Linked DNA regions of Sus scrofa: regions 2 and 3 are each linked to region 1. A link is a contact called in public Hi-C and HiChIP or PLAC-seq data. All regions are on one chromosome and are shown on one strand. The core of a region is the stretch at or near the end of the contact, and the rest is flanking DNA. Distances in the headings are between cores, read along the strand shown.

Region 1 (3,595 bases), core at 664-3,163:
GGGGGGCTCCGAGGAACAGAAGGAACACAAATACAGGTGTGCAAACATCCAGGTACGGACCTCTCTCCAATGACCCCATTGTTGAGACCCTTATGTTACTGAGAACCTCTGTGGCCTGACTTCCCTCACATTCCACCACCTTGGTTCCCTAATTGCTTTTCAGGCTGGGCGACAAGAAGGCTTCAGAATCTCAGGCCGCCAGTGGCTGTTGTGGTAACAAGGAACAGGCCCAGGTTCCAGGCCTCGGCCTGTCTTGATCAGGTTGCCCTGGAAGGTGCCTGTTTGCCTCTCAGCTGCAGTTTCTGCCCCCAGCACTCACGCCTCCCTCTGCAGCCCAGGCTGCTGGAGCTCGTGATTTTTAGGCTTTCCCCTTGAAACCTATCCAGAAACCACAGCCATTAAAAGAACATGAAGGTTTGACACCTCCTGAATTTAGGAATGAGGGGACTCCAGGGGCCGACTCTACACCTGCTGCTTGACGGCAGAGAAACCAAGTTCTCCAGCCAGCGCGAGCTTTAAACTATACTCCATGTATTTAGTCACCTTTTGCCAAGGATCTCAAAGCACAGGGTGAAATAAGACGACGGGAAACTTCCTCACTATCTGCCTTCGAGGCTTAAGGTTGTCTTCCTTGCTCTGCCTTGATGCATTCCACCATCCAGGCCCAGGACTGAGGGAGAGGCCTTCTCCCGGTGCCCAAGTGGGCCATCAGCCCTCTCTGAGGTTATCTGTCGGTGGCTTCTATAGTTCTCCAGGCCAGTTAAATGACTCAAATAGTGGGTGCAGGAAGGGATGACCCCCCTGGATTCACCTGCTTGAGAGTTGCATTTAAACCACTTTATGGCACGTGCACTTCAGTGCCAGGCAATGCACCAGGCAGGCAGGGGCTGTGATCTTTGCCCTCTGGGCATTTTCCCATCATTATCACACAGGTATGTCCAAAGCAGAAAGGACCATTTTCCAGAAAGTTCTTTCCCCTCTAGCCTACCATGATTACTTTTGTCTTCTTCTGCCACTGACCTAACTTGGGCCTTCTTCCCCTTCTTTTAACAGGACAAACATCTCAGCTCTCCCTCCTGACCACCCCGCTTTCCATGGAAATGGACGCAGCTCTGGTTTTCCCAGAGTGCCCACAAACTCAAATGAGTCTATCTTCAAAGGTGCCTTCCAGCTCCACGAACTCTGATTCTCCCTTTAATTACTCCCCAACAAGCGCATTCTTCGCATTGTTTCCAACTGGCCGGTGACTTCTCTTGTGATGAAAAGGGTGCATTTTTAGGCAATGGAACCCAAACTTCTAAATGACACCAGCACCGCAAATATTCAACCGGCAGGAACTAATCCAAAAGCAAAATAAGGAAGGCAGAAGGGAGGGGAAGAAAGATGGAAGGGAGGGAAGGAGGAAGGGCCTGACTCGGTGCTGAGCGCGATGCAGAGGCTCTCACCCCAGGTAGGTTCCAACTGGGAGTCAGGTAGTTCAGGTGCATCCAGCCTGCCCTTCCCCCACATGCCCCAAGAGAATGGGAAGTTCAGCCAAGACTCGCAGCACCTGCCTGCAGCTCTAGGCCGGCTGCGCGAACCCGCGGGCAGGCGGGCCGGCGGGGGCGGGAGGCTGCACTCACCTGGCACACAAAGGCTCCGCACACCTCCAGAGGGAGGAGGCACTCGCAGGTCCGGGGGCCGCGGCGGGCGCGACCACGGGAAATTCCAGCGGCACCCGAGCCCCGAACGCACCCACCCCAGGCGGCATTCTCCCCACCTCCCGCTGCCCCCGGGGCTCCGAGCTGGCTCTGGCTAGGTGCGAGGGGGCCCGGGGCAGGGGAGGGGGGCTCATGCTCGCGGCCCCGGCCGGGCCGGCGGTCGCCCCTCCCCGGGAGGGAGGGCAGGTCCCCGGGCGCGAGGCGGGGATTCACCCACGGGGCGCGGCGCTCGCGTCCCCGTCCCCGGCCTGCCCGCTGCCGGCTCCGCCGCCCGCCCGGAATGGCTTTATGTAAATGAAGCTCAACTCGCAGTTCGCGGCGCGCACCGCCCGGGGAAGGGGGGCAGGCGGGGCGGGGGGCCTTCGGGGATCCACATTACACGGCAACAAAGCGGAAGGTTAATTTGAAACTCACAGCCCCGCCGCCGCTCGGCTCCCCGGGCAAAGCCTGACATCTACAGTCGTGCCGGGCGTAGGCCGGGTGCTGGGCTGCGGCCGCGCCCGCGGGGACACAGGGACACACGGGCGCGCGAGGCCCGAGCGCTCGGCCGCGCTCCGGGCACGGGCCTCCAGGCAGGCTGGGCCGCGCGCACCCGGGGACAGGAGCCCTGGGCGGCTCGGCCTGCGCCGCGCGGAGAACCGGCCGGGCGGGCGGGAACAAAGCCCGGTCCTCCCCGGGCGCTGACCCCTCACTCATCAAAAGTCGGGGGCCGGCCTAGAATCGGGCGAGAAGAAAGGGACGCGCCCTCGGCTACAACAAGGAGCCTGGGGCCTCCGGACCAGAGCCATGGGTCTCTGGGCCCCATCCACGTCACAGCCAGGCCACTCTAGCGTGGGGACATTAGCCAATGTGGACAGGAATTTATTTGCAACACACACCCATCCTATTAACTGCTTTACAGAGAACTTCTGTTTTCAGCTGCGGAAACTTATAAAAAACATCCCCTGCTCTCCAGTGACAGCTTAAGGATAGTTTTTCATGGGAGAGAAGGAAAAAAGAGAAAGACAGAGGGGAAGAAAAGTCGCAGCCTGCAATTAACCTTACAGTATCTTTAACAAGACGCCTTAAAAGCCACAGATAAGACGTATAGATCATGCCCTGCGTAAGGAGCTTCTACCACCCAGGTCAAATTTAATGGGGCTGCCCCGTTGGTCCAAGCAATTGCTGGACACTTTTATACCGCCCCAGGTTCACTTTCTCCATTCTGACATGCAAAGGCAGCACCACAGAAATCTCACCGGAAGTCCCCTGTCCCCCTGCCAGAATCCCACTGCTAGGTCTGAATTTACTCCCGACTCTCTGCATAGAAAAGCACCTGCTTTTACCCTTTCTGAAAGCCACCCACCCAGGCTGGCCCCACAGCCTTGAGAGTCCTTTCTGACTGCACAATAATGAACCGTGCAAGTGTTAGAAATATAATAAGCTCATGAGGCGAAGCGCTGTATGTATGGAATCGTATTAGCATTAAGCACACACTGATGCAGGAGGAAAGGGGTGATGAAAACTAGAAGGCATCTGGCCCAATATAATTCAGGTTCAAATGAACATATCTTACCTGTTGGGGCTAGACAACCCCTCTCTACATTTCAGCCCAAGTAAGAGACTCAGGGAAAAAAAAAAAAAAAATTTTTTTTTTCCAGCTGGGGCCCAGGGAGCAAAGACTGCCTCTAGGGAATCATGTCCGATTAGGGACAAAGGAGAGCACAAGCCAAATTCTGTCACACATGAGAGAGTGAGTGGGGGGGGGTGGCGAGGGGAGTGGAGATGGAAAAAAGGAAAGTGGAGGATGATTTTGTAAACCAGTATGGCCACTGCAGAGCTGTTTCCAGACCGCCTGACTTCAGGCCCAAGAACAGGTGGTGTTTTCAAAACACACTATTATTTATATTAGCCAC
Region 2 (3,568 bases), core at 671-3,170, 1.1 Mb before region 1:
TAGGCAGTAAAAGCTAATAAAGCCATGGATACATTGCCCTATAGTTCACTAACTCAGTTTTACTTTCAACACTGCCTCAATTCCCAGGGCTGAATCTGAAACCAACATAAAAATGTAAAAGGAGAGCCTGAACATCACCATCTGGAAGAAAAACAGGATGGGAAGAAAGGTAACCGGTGAGATTCAGGTCTACAAGAGGTTCCATTTACAAAGGGAGGCAGTTTTGTCTGTCTTTAGAACGAGGTTAAGAATCCTTGGGAGCGAGGCCAACGTCTCCCTTTAACACTATTCCTGCTCTCCCACAGGTGTTAGGTTGCAGCTTCCAGGACACACTGGACTTTAGCAAGGGAAAAACGGGTGAAATCCAACCTTTCAAAAAAGAGGGTGCATTCTTACCTCCAGCTCTGGTGCAGTTCCCACGGAGCAAAGTTAATTTGCCTGAATCCCAGTGATTTGTATCTGCCAAAAAGGAGAGGACAGGAAAGCCGGTCACGTAGCCGCCTCACTGCTCACCCTGTTCCCACTTGTGTTTGGTCTGGAGCGTGCGTATAATCAGCCGAGATGGTCCCTCCGGCATCTTCAAGCGTGAGCACAGGTAGATTCCCGGGAATTATCATACAAGAGACAGAGGTCTTCCGATGCGGCTCAGACAAACCCCAGACAACACGGGCTACTCAGAAATCTAAATTTAGAAGCCCGTTTGCGAGACCCAGACGCGGGACAGATACCCCGATCTGCACTCCCACGCCCATCCTCCCCCTCCCCCAGAACAGCCTGTCAGACGCCGGGGCCGTCCCGGCGGTGCCGACTGAGCCCGACCTGGGCCCACGCGGGGAGGGCGGCGGCGCGGACGCCCCTCCCTCGCCCGAGACCGCCGGAGAGACGGAAAGAGGAACGGCCGCCGCGGGGAGGCAGCCAGGTCAGGCCTCGTCGCGGGAGCCCGGGGCAGGGGGAGGGTCAGAGCCTGGGCTGCCCCCGCCCCCCAAGCCGGAGCGAGCCCCTGGTCCCCTCCCCAGACACAGACAGACAAAAGGGCCGACAGCCGGCGACCGAGGGTGGGGGGTGAGGAGCCCTGCATCCTCTGTCTGGCCTGGGAGGGAAAGAGTCGAGGGTCTTTTTACCCGGCGCCTCCGCGCTCCGCGGCTCTCCGGGTCCCTGGGCCCCGCCTACGGACAGACGGACCGCCGGACAATGGGCCACGGGCCGCAGCTCAGGCCGGCCGAACCGGGGCTTTCCGGGACTGGGCCCCAGCGGGCAGAGGGCAGCTCCGGGCCGAGCCGGTGGCGGGGAGCCGAGGGGTGGCGCTGCAGACGGACAAAGCCCACGGCAGACAGACAGACGGAGGGGGAAAAGATGGCGACGCGGGCGGCGGGAGCGCGCAGCTCGCGCACCCGCAGCGAGTGGGGCGCGTGCACGAGCCTCTCCTCTCCCTCCCCCTCCCCCCTACTCCAGTTCGGTCCCCCTCCCCGCTCCCAGGCGCGCGCCCGATGGCGTGGGCGGGGCTTGAAAGGCAAGGGGTCCCGGGAGGTGGGCCTTAAGGGAGCATCCAATCACAGACATTGGAGAGGGGCCTCGCCTCCATCCTCGCGCCGGAGAGACCCCCCCAGCCTCGTACACTCCCACGTCGCGCTATGGCCCTGTCGGCCCCTCAGCTCCCCTATCCTCTCCTGAACCTGAAACCTCCACCGGGACTGTCAGCTCTGAACCTGGTTTCTTACCCCACCTTCGAGTTCAGCCACAAAACCCACATCCCCCAACCACAGCTCCACCGCAGCCACCCCTTCTCCTTCGTTCAACCTTAGTACCCAACTCCTTTCCCCAACCCAAACCCTCTTCCCTTCATTTCCCTCACCTCACGGTTTCTTCGGCCCCCAAGGAGTTTAATGTGACGGAGACCTAGGGTCCACGGGCCTTTGTGGGAGGGGCTAAGTTCAGCTGTCAGAACCTAAGAGAAAAAGCTTTAGATTTTTTTGACGTTTGTGTCTCCTACATAATTTTTTTTTTTTTTTTCTTTTTAGGGCCGCACCTGTGGCATATGGAGGTTCTCAGGCTAGGGATGGAATCAGAGCTGCAGCTACTGGCCTACGCCACAGCCACAGCAACGCCAGATGCGAGCTGCATCTGCGACCTGCACCACAGCTCATGGCAACGCAGGATCCTTATTAACCCACTGAGCCAGACCAGGGATCGAACCCGCGTCCTCGTGGATACTGGTCTCTCCTACATGATTCTTAACTAATAAAATAACAGTAGCTGTAGACCTAGGGGCGTAGGATTAATTTAGAAGGGTAGCTTGTGCCTCTTTTGCCACTAAAGAGGCATTTTGGGATAATTGAGAGTGGTTAAGCTCACCTCCTAATAAAACACTTCCCCTCTCATCATCCCCTTCTATTTCCTCACCACCTTCCTTCCTTTCCTCCCATTCTGTCGTCCTGTAGAGTGCCTAAGCCTGCCTTTGATATAGCGCACTTGGAGAAGGAGGGCATGCAATGGAAAGAAGATTGGGTCTGACTTTAGAATATCCAGCTTTGAGTCTCAGCTCTCTGCTACTGACCAGCCTGATTACTTTGGGCAAGCCACTTCCCTATTCTGAACTCCTTGGTAAAATATAAAATGGATAACGATGTAATAATTCCTGGCCTCTATTCTCTTATAGTTGTTGTGCTAATTAAGTAAAATGAATATATGAAAGTATTATGCAAATATTCCTTGTGGTCACTGGCCCCACAAAGACAGAGCTAATGAGGATACCGAGCCTTGCTTATAAAGCAACAAGTCCTTGTATTTGCATAAAGCGTTCTTGCAAAATGTTTTTTTCAGAAATCTCTAAGGAGATGATACCATTGTCTTCATCCTGTGTTTAATGTGAAAGGATCTTGGTCCTTCAAATTCTGTAGTGAATGTCTTATTTACTCTTTCATTCCTTTGGCTGGGATGAGCTGGGAGTTATTCTTAATTTCAGTTAAGAAAACTTGTAAATTTCATTGAAAATTTTAATTCCTGGGTAGCCAGAAAATGGATTATTCTCATCCCCCCAGAAGGTTTTCAGACAGTGTAAGAATGCAAGCTGGAATAAATATTGGCTTTTATACTTAACAGTAATTCCTGATGAGTTTAGACTGAGGAATACAGATATAGCTTTATTATGTCACTTTAAATTTGATGTAGTTGATATTTTCAACATGAAAATAGCTATCAGGTAAAGCATTAGGAGAGAGCCTCCAGTGAAATTTCTTGGCTTCTTCAAATAATAATGTGTAACACTGGGCTGCTTGTTTCATCTCCTTGAGCTGAAAAAAAAAAAAAAAAAAGGAATCGTAATAAATGTTCATGTGTTCTAGAAACACCTCTGAAGTGTTGTGATTCAGGATTATAGTCAAATGAGGGGAAAATTGTTGAATAAAGAATTAGTTTATTTTTCCTCTGTTCTCACCTAAACTTGTTCTGAATCTAGAAGACTTTTTCATGAGTCATGGATTTTTTTTCAGCTTCATTTTTAATTTCTACTTTCCCAGTCTACTCATGGAATTATGCTATTCTGACACTTTAAGTATATAAACTTTCCCTT
Region 3 (3,386 bases), core at 321-2,820, 1.1 Mb after region 1:
ATTTTTCTTTAAAAAAAGAAAATTATTATCCTTATGCTCTCATCAGATCCTCTTAAAGCCCAGAATTAAATGAACAAAAGAAATTAGATTTCTTATATCTCCCTCTGTATTCAGCCGAATGAATTCCTTCCCTAGAAGTGGCTACAAAATCAGTTATGATTTCAAGTCAGTTCCACTTTAAAAAAAAAGAAAAAGAAAAAAAATAGGGCAACATGGAAAATACATTATGATTTTAAGTTGTCTTCCTTATAGTCTTTATATATTTTAGCCGCCCAAAATTCTTCCTTTAGACTCCAAGCTCTTTGTCTAACAGATCTATGTCTACCCTCTGTTGAACAGCATCACACAAGAGATGAAACAAGAGAATCTACTTTAAACACCAGCAAGCATGCTTTAACTCACAATGGGGCTGACTTAAATGTTCTCAATTTACAAGTTCTATTATCTTAAGAAGTAGCAGAAATCACCTGATAGCCAAATCAAAAACACTTTAAAAAACGAGGAAAATACAAAACAGTGTTCTCAAAAGTAGGAAGAGTACATGAAATAAAAGTGAGGGGTAAAATCCATAAAGAATATCAAAAGCTCCCTGACTATACTGGAAGGTGGCTAAGATTCAGAGCAAAATCTCCTGGTCATTTTTCAGAGAGGTCAGATCCTCCGTGACCCAGGGAGGTAAAAGGTGTTTAAAAAGAGGATGAACAGTAACTAAATAATTCAAGTTGCGTAAGTATTATTTTTGTTGACAGAAACAGCAACTTATAAGTCAGTCCGGCGACTAAACTTGCATGGATTTTAAGTCATTTGCGTCTTTCTGCAAATAACCTTAAGTCCTTTTAGTATTTTTAGTATTTCCCCTTTTAGTATTTTTTCTACATTTCCCCTTTTAGTATTTTTTCTCTTTCTCAGCGAAAAATGAAAACACATTTTCTTCTTGCTTCCCATCTTTTTCAATCTTTTTCTAAGTTTTTATTTGAACATCAACCTGTATGAATGATCTGACTCTAGGCACAAACGGCATTATTCTATCCTTTGTTAAATGGTAAGTAATATAAAGATAGGTGGAAAAATACAGACAGGCTGATTGTTTGCTTATCATCTATAGCGAAGACTAAGGAGAAATTCCCTGACAAGATGATAATGAGATAAACTATCATATCTACTTAAAGGGAATGCCCTAATGCTGGAGACTTAAAATTAGTTCCTCTAAGAAATTGTAGACGACTCTGACTAGAAGCAAAGGTCAACATTTGCTGAATGGTGGAACTACTACATATCACTGTTTACATTTTTTTCTTAGTATTTTCTCGAGATTTCCGATGGGGGAGGGGAGTTGGGAAGGCATGGAAGCGAAAAGCCACCGTGGGTAACGGTACAAGCGAAACACCAGGAGGTCAACCTCTAACGTCTCCAGTGTCCCTTTAGCTATCAAGACCCCGGAAATTCGCAGCCAGTCACCTGAGGCGGATTCCGCCTCCCGGGAACTTGCCCTCCTCAAGTTGGCAGCGGGAGCGACAGCCCGCTCCCGGCGCGCGCAGCACCCTGGGAGCGGAAGAAGGGGCCGCGCGGCAGCGGCCCAGCCGGAAGAGGAGGAGCCGGGCCTGGAGGATCCCAAAGAGTCGCTGCCGCTCTGGCCGCCGGCGTTTGCGGGTCGCGGGGAGCAGGGCCTGGCGGGCGGGGTGTGTCGCGATGCCGGAGCTGGCTGTGCAGAAGGTGGTGGTCCACCCCCTGGTGCTGCTGAGTGTGGTGGATCATTTCAATCGGTGAGCGGGCGACACGGGGCGGCCTACCCGGGCCGGTGGCGCCGCCGCTGCTGAGTCACGGGCGCGCTGGGGACTGCGCGGCGGCCGCGGGGGCGCTGATGGACCAGGAGGGCCCTGAGTCGCCGAGGGTCCCAGACCAACCTCCTTTCGCGAAGCCCAAGACACCTGGCATTGTCTCCCACGCCGCCCAGCCGACGCTCCGGGAACTGGGCTGCTGGTTCCTTTTACCTAGTCCGTTCGATGCCAGAGTCTGGGAAGCTTCTCTTGGCCTTGATTCCCAGGCCTCGTGCCCGTCTGTCACTTCGTCCGCCCCCTTTTGCCAAAAAGACTTGATGTCTCGTAGTAAAGCCCTTCAGACTCGCGCTTTTTGCCTGTGAAGGCTGTCAGCGAAATTCTGGTCTCAGCGCCTGGAAGAGCTGTGGTTTTAACTTGTGAGAGTTTCGAAGTGGGAATCGTGTTTGACGACAGCTTAAAATGTAGATGAGGTGTCAAGTCTGCTTTGGGTTTTGTTCTTTGTATTATTTTGTTTTTAATGAGACCAGTTGGAGATTTGGGCATTAATGAATAAGGTAACATCCCACAGATGTTTCTTCCGCCTTTGCTTGCTTGTTTGTGAGCTGTTCGTCTCGCTGGACCTGTTACACGTGTTCAGAAGTTTTACCAGATAGTTACTTGATTTGGAAAACTGCAAGACCCAGTTGGGAGCATTTGCTGTAAAGTCAGAGTTGCTAAGTGCTCATTCTCTTGCAACTTGCTTTGTACAGCTTCTTCAAAACAAACTCCAGACTCCTGTGAGGTTTAGGGTCCCCATTTCAGTTCTGTTGCTTTGTAGGAGCCTTAGCCTAACAGGATATGCAAGCTATCGCACTAAAAATAATTACTGTTTTTCTCCTGTAGGATACTAGAGGTGCTAAGGGAGGGATCATTTCAGTTCTATTCTGTAAGTTCAACAAACACTTGCTAAGGGCCTAGTGCAGGCAGACACTGTGAGCTGCTCTGTCAGATAACAGTTGTAGTGTTTTTAAGAAGGCAGATGGATTTTTGTAGATCAGAAGAAAAGCCCTGAGTGTGGAAGTTTCCTTTAAGCAGAGATTTCCAAAAAAACAAGAACCACCAGAATAGAAAATCCTTAACTTTGTTTCATCCAAACCCTAAATATAGTAAGCATTTATAAATTTGCCAAACCATATGTTTTGATAAATACAGTTAAATCATTGTGAAAGCAGCAGCTGTTAAGGAATTGTACTTCATTTCACAGTGGCTTTTGTCTTTGCTTTGAACATAGAATTGTATTGTTTCTGTATGTCTCATTTGTTAATGGTTAAAGGAGAATTCTACATGAAAACCAATGAAATTAGATTATGTAAGCAAAACAGTTGTAGTTCCTTAAGACAGAATCACTGATGAGGTTTGATATGGAGAAATTCTGAAATAGTCTTTCTCATTCATTGAGCCCTCCTACCAGCATGATTAGTCACCAGCTCACTTCCAGCTTCTGCCTCATTAAGCCATTCAGAGGGACCACAAATGGCACACAAATGCCTCTGGATCGGAATGGTTTTCTGAGCCTCTATTTGATACAAAGAGTTAAAAACATCTAGTGGAAATTGTTGACAGAATAGA

What was found. Hi-C and Micro-C count contacts between places; a contact is called where the count stands out from the background. HiChIP or PLAC-seq counts read pairs in DNA pulled down with a chosen protein or histone mark.
Region 2: a contact with region 1 is called in an H3K27ac HiChIP or PLAC-seq map of alveolar macrophages. The contact joins the promoter of ZNF821 here to the promoter of ZFHX3 in region 1. A contact is called at or near these places in 2 of 2 datasets of contacts at active chromatin or transcription factors (alveolar macrophages and skeletal muscle).
Region 3: a Hi-C map of subcutaneous adipose tissue shows a contact between it and region 1, with 1.6 times the contacts expected there. The contact joins the promoter of PSMD7 here to the promoter of ZFHX3 in region 1. A contact is called at or near these places in 1 of 5 promoter capture datasets (fetal skeletal muscle), 2 of 47 Hi-C or Micro-C datasets (epiblast stem cells and subcutaneous adipose tissue) and 1 of 2 datasets of contacts at active chromatin or transcription factors (alveolar macrophages).

The regions. Positions count from the first base shown.
Region 1 is chr6:15,939,388-15,942,982 of Sscrofa11.1, forward strand. ZFHX3 (zinc finger homeobox protein 3) reads right to left here and starts at 1,914. Exons shown (of 10, transcript XM_021097088.1): 1 at 1,623-1,914.
Region 2 is chr6:14,868,399-14,871,966 of Sscrofa11.1, forward strand. It overlaps ZNF821 (zinc finger protein 821), which reads right to left and starts at 1,921. Exons shown (of 8, transcript XM_021093841.1): 1 at 1,853-1,921; 2 at 397-459. IST1 (IST1 homolog) reads left to right here and starts at 461. Exons shown (of 10, transcript XM_021093850.1): 1 at 461-595.
Region 3 is chr6:17,045,850-17,049,235 of Sscrofa11.1, forward strand. It overlaps PSMD7 (26S proteasome non-ATPase regulatory subunit 7), which reads left to right and starts at 1,571. Exons shown (of 7, transcript XM_021093860.1): 1 at 1,571-1,763. The coding sequence starts at 1,690.